Linked DNA regions of Bombyx mori: region 2 is linked to region 1. A link is a contact called in public Hi-C data. All regions are on one chromosome and are shown on one strand. Each heading gives the region's core, a stretch centred on a gene start, on an enhancer-like site or on the middle of the called end of the contact. The rest is flanking DNA. Distances are from core to core; before and after follow the strand shown.

Region 1 (4,608 bases), core at 1,129-3,628:
GGGTCGCCGGATAGGAACGAAGTTCTTTATTTTAAAAATATTAATTTTAAGTTCTATTCGAGGTATAAATAAAATAAAACTGGAGGTTTCGCAACAACCCACGGTCATTCGGTAACGTGCGAACTTATTGTGGTACACTTCATTCACGGTTGTTTGCGTATGAGTTAGTGTATTGCGCAAACGAACGCTCTGAGATCGTGGTCAATGAATGATAAAAAAATATGTTATTTTTTGTACGTTATTACAAAGTTAAGTCGTACACTGTGTGCATTACTAGTAAAAATCTTACGTTACGGACGTTTTTTCCCGGTTAGGGTACCCCTCCGCATCGTCCCATAAGGAACTTCGTTCCAAAAATAAATTTAATTCGTCGTTTCAAACTGCATTAGTAATATACCCAAGACACAATAAGAATACTCTCACGTGTCAGATCGCCCGCAGCCATTTACGAATTCGAAGCATCGCATACACACAAGAAGAATCGAGTTTATGAACGAGGTTATAAAAAGGCAGTTTTTAATAATAATAAAAAACGAAAAACAAAAAAAGACGGAACGTAAAACAATTGTAAAAGGCCCGCATGCCACACGCCTCGCGAGTATAAAAATTATATGCTTTCGTTCCGTTCTTAAATATCAGACGGGTAAGAAATATATTGTGCTATTTCATTGGACGCGTACTTCACTGTAAATTAAACTGTGTGAGAAATACAAAACCGTGAGAAACTCTTGAATATATGACCAAATCTCATTGCAACTTCTCCATCGTCCGTCCATATTAGTAGTGAGTATTATTTAGTGTCTCTTAAGGCCTGGGCAGGCAACCAACAGACGCTTCGATTCTTGAGATCTTTATTCCCATGCCACCGCCATTTATTCCTCATCTCCAAACACTGTCCACATGAATCTTGTGATAAAATTTGGAGGCCAAAACATATTATCCTACTGCCATACATAGTAACCATAGCCTAAGATATTAACTCCTCCAAAATATGTGATGCACAGTTCACATATACAATCTGCCTCTGAATACAATATGTTTGTTGTGTCATCAATCAAGTTTATATTACATAGGTAGTCCACAATCCCAAGGCGCCCTGTAAAGGCCCCAAGCAAATATCTTAGTTGATTTCTATAAAGCCTCCCGGCTTTACCCTTATTGGTGTACTATAGAGCACTTTGGTATATCTTAGTAATGGCGTAATACGACGTTATTTCTGCCGTGACACAGACACGCATTCCGGTCTAAAGGTTCCGGCTTGCACTAAGGGTACTAGGGTGGGTGTCTAGGGCGACGAAATTGTCAAGGACTTCAAAATGTGGTGATCGTTTTCAAAGCATTATTCAAATATTGCGTATCTTAATGGTATTATCCGTTACTCTCGTCTAAAAAGATTTTGTTTGACAACTTACTTTTTTTTATTTGACTTATAATTTCGTAATAAAAAAGGTAATAATATTAAGTTCTACAATAAGTACTTGTATGTAGTATAGTTAGTTAGTAGTATAGTATAGTTGTATATAATATACGAGTATACATATGTGCTTCAATTTAAACAACTCACGTATGGTAAGGGCGCGTATGAAAGGTAAGACATCTGGACATTTTCTTTTTTTTATTGCTTAGATGGTTGGACGAGCTCACAGCCCACCTGGTGTTAAGTGGTTACTGGAGCCCATAGATATCCACAACGTAAATGCGCCACCCACCTTGAGATATAAGTTCTAAGGTCTCAGTATAGTTACAACGGCTGCCCCACCCTTCAAACCGAAACGCATTACTGTTTCACGGCAGAAATAGGCAGGGCGGTGGTACCCACCCGCGCGGACTCACAAGAGGTCCTACCACCAGTAATTACGCAAATTATAATATTGCGGGTTTTATTTTTATTACACCATGTTATTCCTTCACCGTGGAAGTCAATCGTGAACATTTGTTGAGTCGTATTTCATTAGAAAAATTGGTACCCGCCTGAGATTCGAACATCGGTGCATCGCTCAACACGAATGCACCGGACGTCTTATCCGTTAGGCCACGACGACTTCAAAACATGTATTAGATGAATATATTTAATTTATGTAACAGAGTGTCAATTTTCACTTTGCCCCAGAATAGTCAGGAAACGTCGGCCCTAGGCCTGGTCACATCTACTAAGTATTCATAATAAAAAATAAAAACAGAAGAAACAAACCCTAAACAACAGTAAAAACACTAAGACACATAAGACCAATAAGAAAGTCGAAAGACAACATTTCACAGAATAAACTGTACATATATAATACATAATAATTGTAATGCTCTTTATATTACATAGATAGTCGGTGCTGATTACAAAATGATAATGCCTAGTACAAATTCGTGTATGACATCAGAGGGCAGCGGTTCAATGAAAATGCGTCTTCAGATAACTTTTAACATTAAAAAGAATATTTGAACTCTAGTATGAATGAAATACACCGGCTACATAAGTAGCTAGATTATCTTAGTAGTCTAAGAAGCTTTTAATTTATAAGTAGACAAGTTCAAACGTCGACTTAAATAGCATCAGGGGTATATTCTATACCTATAACGAGGGGTGGAAAGCCGTTTGGTTTAAGCATCATTTTTGCAATATTACTGGAGAGCCATTTGAAGTTTAAAATTTGGAGAAAATACCATAACAAAAAAACTTCTTCTGCTATTTCAACGGAGTAAGCTTAGTTGAAGTTAAATTAAAAGCATCGAACTGTTTATGCTGATACCAAATAAAATATTTAATTACAAAGATAAATGTCGCGTCTTAAGCGATATGTAGCTTAAGTCCCTCGATAATATTTTGAGACAATTATTAAATTTTACCATAAAATGTGGCCGGTTTTAACACGTATATTGATTTTTGTTGTTATATGAATGAGATACGCCTTCATACAGTTACTGTTACCACTTAAGAAAAGTTTTTGCCATTGCAATTATCTTATGGTATACAACAGGTTGAAAATGATCTTAACAAATGATGCTTTACATATGTCCATTTAGCAAAAGCAAAACCTGACCGGGTTTCATTTAAGTAACATTTTAAAAGTATGTTACATCAACAATAACATCCATATTTACCGAGAATCAAAGTAGAACATGAAATACCTTCTACTTTAACTAACGCAGAAAAGTGCGTATTAATCGATAGGAAAATAAATTACATGAAGCTTGAAGAACCACTATTACCGTTAGATTCTCAAACATGGTCTTGAACACTTATCAACTACAGCAAACAGGTATTTATTGAACTGTAAACGTTACGATGTGGAGAATTCTACAAATGCGTAAGAGAAATTTTGTATCTCATTTAGAACTTTTATACAGAATATCCCAAAAAGTCTTGGGCTATAATTTGTTGATAACTGGAAATAAACTAGTTGGCTTCCGGCAAGCAAGGGCGGAGCTTTCACTGTAAGCCTCGATGGCGTTGCTATAATTAACATCATATAAAATACCTTATATAATTAAACCAAAATCGGCCAAATAATGAAAGATTAAAGTCTGGCCGAAACTAATTTCTGCAGAGTAAAGCTTTAAAGGCTCAAATTTGGGAACAGCCATGCTATATTAATTTAAAAAAAGTGCTCAAACTTTATAGAAGTTTGGAAATAAGCGTGTCCGGAACTGAACCATGTGTGGTCTCACAAGGGGTAAACGCATATCAATGACATGAGATCTAATTACACAACAAAGTGCTGCTTTTCGACAATCGATTTATGGATCACACAAATTTAGTCGAGGCGATACAGAATGGCTGATATGAAATATAGTTCAGAACCGTTGGGGTGATTTGTGTTTTAAATTAATGTATTATGGTATTTTTCCCAGAAGTTTTAGTTGGACTACACGTTTCAGGTTCCTTCAAGAAAAGCTCCAGGTAAAAGTATAGAAATTGAAAAGGGTACAACAGATACTGACGGGCCATACACAATAAATGGTTGCAGTTTTCATTTAACAAAATCATTTCAGCGGGAATGGTAATACGCTTTTTTAAAATTGAATATTGAACTTTTTAACAAATACAATTTATGAATCTTAATTCTAAATTATCGATCTGTGAAATTGCTTTCGATTATTGCTGCACTATAGCTGCATATAGGCAATTTACTTTATCATGAACTAGCTACACCCACCCGGTGATCATGACTTTTGTTCACAATTTCATGGGTTTTTAATTTTTTGGCGCGAAAACCTTCTTTTTCGAAAAGGAACGTAGCATAAGTTACTTCTTATAATATTAGCTATCTGCTAGTGAAAGCCCTGTGATAATCAATCCAGCCGTTTCGGAGATTAGCCGGAACTGACGCATATATTCTTTTTTTAAAGTTTTTGATATACCCTATACTTACACCTTCTTAAGTACGGTATATCAAACGCATATGGTAAAAATATGTTTTTTTTTATGTTACAAAAGCACTTTAGTTTTCTTCATTTGAATGGACAGATTCGTAGATTTGACAATTGTAAAAAGCATGACACAAAATGGCGATCTCTCATTATTAAACTATACCATGGTAAGTTAATATTTTCGTTGCCTTCGAAGGCATACGACCCAACTGATTGTTGAGCTGTCACCATCACCCATGGACATCA
Region 2 (4,608 bases), core at 724-3,223, 43 kb before region 1:
ATGTTAAACATATGCTGTCGCGACACTTTTTGTAAATAATAATGTGTTCTACAAATTTGTAGTATATTATTTTAAGAAATCAATTTCAAAAGAAATATTTTAGAAATCATGAATAGTTTTCGCAGGGCACGCGATGTAAAGAATATTTTAGGTAATTTTTTTACACCTTGGATTACACTATTGGAATTTTAGTACGAATCCCTTTTTTTTTTAAAAAAGATTATACCCTATGTCACTCGGGAATAGTTTAGCTTCCAAACAGTGAAAGAATTTTTCAAATCGGTTCAGTAGTTTCGGGGCCTATTCAATACAAACAAACAAATAAATCTTTCCTCTTTATAATATTAGTATAGATACGTGGATAGATAGTATAGATAGATATACGCGGTTCATTTTGAAAGTCGAACCTTACTTCGGTGATTAGTTCTACTCTGAATTCGTGTTCGTGGGCGTAACCATTTTAATTGAACGTAATTGGTATACTATTCCTTTCTAATAATATAAATAGCTCACTTATAGATTATTTACCGATACAAATCACATCTAACGTTTGTTGTCTGAGCTGGGTTTTAATGAGAAATCGACTTAATGAGTTTTCTTAGAAATTCGTTGCTGCAAGTGTTTTGTGAAAAACGATTCGATTTAATTACTATTCTTGACAATAGACTGTTAATTGGCGAGTAGTGCAATCTCCAACATGCCGGCTTTCACTGCGCTGCCTCATATAACCGCCCTTCCTCCCAGATCCAGACATTTATTGATATCGATACATTTAGATATTTAGATTTTCCTCTGTCTTCGCGCGGAAGGGTAGGTGAGTTCACGGGTTAAACCTGAGAGAATTTACTAATACTAGCCCTAGGAAGAGCAGCGCTTCGAAAATTCTACCATCGGCTCGGAATCGCGACCCACTGAGAAGATCCGGCGAGAAACTCAGTGGGCTGTGTCTGTGGGTCGTCGAAGTCTTCGTCGTAATCGACGAGGACGGTGACTGGTGGTTGAGGATATTTTGATTGACGTCGGAGGAGTACAGTTCTCCTTAAGCCAATTGCTTACCATTGCTGATGATACAGCTGTTTCCAAGTTCCCAGTTTAAACAAGGCCATTTTCTTCGGCTATTTTTTTTGCAGGTGTTGAAAAATTAAGTGGAATGCTCACTGTGTTTAGGCAGTCTCCTGGCTCGCCGACACATGAGCGCGGCGAACAGCGCGGCGACCAGCACGCCGCCCGCGCCCAGCGCCGCGCCCAACGCCACGCCCGCGCCCCCCGCGCCCCCCGCACCGGTCGCGCCCGCCTCCGACACCGGCGCTGGACTCGTCGATGTCGGCGCGTTGGATAGCTTCTGGGTCTTTGCCACCTGTATTATTTCATTTTTATAAACCACTTCCATTAATTCATTCGATTCATAGCACTGTCTACACCAGGGGTTTTTGTAGCGCGAAATGTCTTAATATTTTAAGCCAGTAAAAAATCTGAAAATTAAAATTTCGTCATAACAAAGAGCAATCTGCCGCTCACTTAAATTCAGATAGCAGTCGATTGGTGCTTGATTGATGATGCTGTTACAGATGGCACATCCATCACATACGTGAACAATCTAACGTTGATGACTTTCAAACTGGTGGTAGGACCTCTTGTGAGTCCGCGCAGGTAAGTACCACCGCCCTGCCTATTTCTGCCGTGAAGCCGTAATGCGTTTCGGTCTGAAGGGCGGGGCAGCCGTTGTAACTATACTGAGATCTTAGAACTTATATCTCAAGGTGTGTGGCGCATTTACGTTGTAGATGTCCATGGGCTCCAACAACCACTTAGCACTAGGTGGGCTGTGAACTCGTCCAACAATATAAGCAATAAAAAAAACTGACTTGATTTTCAAACTGACCTTAATAGCGCTGAATTCAGAAGGGGCCTGTAATGTGTACGCCCTGAGCTTCAACTCATATTGAGTATCGGGTGAGAAGTGGTGCAGCTCTAACGAACGAGCTGATGCAGGAGCTCTCACGCACTCGTAAGCTCCCGCAGAGGACACCGCACGCACACAGAGATAGAACCCTTCTGTCTCCGCACCATCACCACGAGACCACTACAACAAGGTAAGCCCAAGGTGGAGGTTACTGATGGTAGGACCTCTTGTGACTTACTGGTGGTAGGACCTCTTGTGAGTCCGCACGGGTAGGTACCACCACCCCACCTGTTTCTGCCGTGAAGCAATAATGCGTTTCGGTTTGAAGGGTGGGACAGCCGTAGTGACTATACTGAGACCTTAGAACTTATATCTCAAGTTGGGTGGCGCATTTACTTTTCAGATGTCTATGGGCTCCACTAACCACTTAACACCAGGTGCGATGTGAGCTCGTCCACGCAAATAAAAGCCCACTAAGCATCTGGTGGAAGAATTCTCGTTTTGACATCCGTAAGCTCCATTAACCATTAAACACGGAGCCATTCGTGAATTTCTTTAGAGAGCAATCAAAAAATAACATAACAGTCCTACTGATTCCATGATTAACTAATCCATGGCCATCGTATTTCTCGAGAAGAGTTGACGTCAAGCAACCGTAGGTGAAGACGATGTAATCTGTGCTATTTAGTTGAAGAAGTAGTTGTGATAAAACTTCTGTCCAATCAAAGCTTATGATTTAATACGCTGTTCAAATAAAATATTATATGTATACGTGTATGTACGTCTATATTAAAATATTTCGAAACACTAAAGTAGTCAGAATTATACAAATATAATGAGAATATATTGTATACTATTATAATAAAACGCGTATCACCGTAAAATCAATTACATTTATGAAAAAAATATAAATATGTATTTTTAGTTTCCTATTTGGAATTTTTTTTTTATTTGTTTGTAATTCAGCATAAAGTCTTGTGATCTTTTTAGGCGCGTTTGCCTAGAGTATTTTGCCTTTTCTTATCGCCCTGTGGTCTCTTTAGGCGCGTTCGCCTAGAGTCCTTTGCCTTTACATATCGCGGGTACACGTAGAGCTATTGGAGTGGAGTTTAAAGAAGACACCACTTTTTTTTTGTGTGTAATTCAGCACAAAGTCTTGTGATCTTTTTAGACGCGTTTGCCTACAGTCCTCTGCTTTTCCATATCGCAGGTACACGTAGAGCAATTGGAGTGGAGTTTAGAGAAGGCACTTTTATTTTTTTGTGTGTAATTCAGCACAAAGTCTTGTGATCTTTTTAGCCGCGTTATGTAAGACTAGTGGTCCCACAGTAGTGGAAATTCGACTATAATTACCTAATTGAAATTATAAGTATGTACATTATTATGGCTTTATTACTGTCAGACTTTTAAACTTCTATAATCACATATTTCGCAAAAACTACACTATAAACAAATAATATTAAAGACAAACTATATTAATCTATTCTCAATTTGACCACAGACTATAAACAATAAGAAAACTTTGACAATACACAAAGAGTATAAGCGTGTGTGTGTCATATACATGGTAGTGTGCGTAATGTTTTTTTAATTAATTTAATGTATTATTAATGCATAATTAAAAACAATTTTAACATTCTGCACTCCTTCTCTATATTCTCTGTAAGTGTGGGAAGTTTAATGCTCCTCCATCCGCGCAATTTTCATAAAAGGGGTACAAAGGTTTTGGCTTCACGTATTAATGTATAGATTAAGGTGTATTCGTACCGTCCAATCTGACTGTAGGCTGTGAGGCGAGGTGGCTTCAACTTTGGTGAGTACAGGTGCACTGGGCCCTTTGTACTCGCCGCTCTGCAGGAAGAAACGCGTACTGCTCCGACCCTGATTGTTGTCTTGGTTCGAGTACACCGCTGCTATTCGAAATCTGGTCAAGAATTTGCGGTAGTGTATTTATGTATGTACTTAAAGTTAATCTATACATATAAATAAAATTAGAGTGCCTGTTTGTAATATTGAAATAACCGCTTTTTACCACATGCATATGAATATATATACGGTACATACACCAAAATATCATTTTTTACAATTTATGTCTGTCTGTCTGTCTGTTTGTTTGTTCCGGCTAATCTCTGGAACGGCTGGACTAATTTTGATGAGACTTTCACTAATAGGTAGCTGATGATATAAGGAGTAACTTAGGCTACTTTTTTTTGACTAGCTTCGCCCCGCGGCGTCACCCGCAGTTATTGTCGTACCGCGCGCAACATGGCGGGACTCGCCTATCAATAATAAAATTTAATGTTTCTGAAGCGAAGCGAGGGCGGGTCGCTATCCAATTTAAAAATGTGTAAAACTAGAAAGTATAAAAATTTCGTGCAAAAATTAACAGACATTTAACGCTATGACTTGTTTTGAAAACTGTTTTATTATAATAACTTCGTATATAATTTAACTGGTTAGCTTGAAAATTTGCACGCGTATCAAGAACAGATGACAATAAATTTTATAATTTTGGCTTAACATCCTTAATCGGGGTAAAAACTTTCATTTAAATAGAAAGGCTCGGCTTTCTACATAAGCTTGTTTTTTTAAAGCCGATATTTTCTTATTTAGTATCAAATTAATAATGTGACTTAACTGATTCTGTAACTCAGTTATTTCCTTACGTATCCTTTACACAATGCTACTGAGTCATATATGAAATT

The links. Hi-C and Micro-C count contacts between places; a contact is called where the count stands out from the background.
Region 2: a contact with region 1 is called in a Hi-C map of whole pupa, with 4 times the contacts expected there. The contact joins two enhancer-like sites. A contact is called at or near these places in 2 of 7 Hi-C or Micro-C datasets (both in whole pupa).

Annotation. Positions count from the first base shown.
Region 1 is chr18:11,854,116-11,858,723 of ASM3026992v2, reverse strand. The region is part of intron 1 of LOC101739270 (interference hedgehog); the gene reads right to left. Among protein-coding and RNA genes, the nearest start is that of LOC101739270, 10 kb to the right of the region's middle. Within about 2 kb of position 2,378, at least 2 of the 8 cell types and tissues checked have open chromatin away from gene starts, as enhancers often do.
Region 2 is chr18:11,896,241-11,900,848 of ASM3026992v2, reverse strand. It overlaps LOC101739270 (interference hedgehog), which reads right to left. Exons shown (of 16, transcript XM_038017187.2): 12 at 3,671-3,827; 13 at 1,883-2,083; 14 at 1,159-1,357. Among protein-coding and RNA genes, the nearest start is that of LOC134200587, 14 kb to the right of the region's middle. Within about 2 kb of position 1,973, at least 2 of the 8 cell types and tissues checked have open chromatin away from gene starts, as enhancers often do.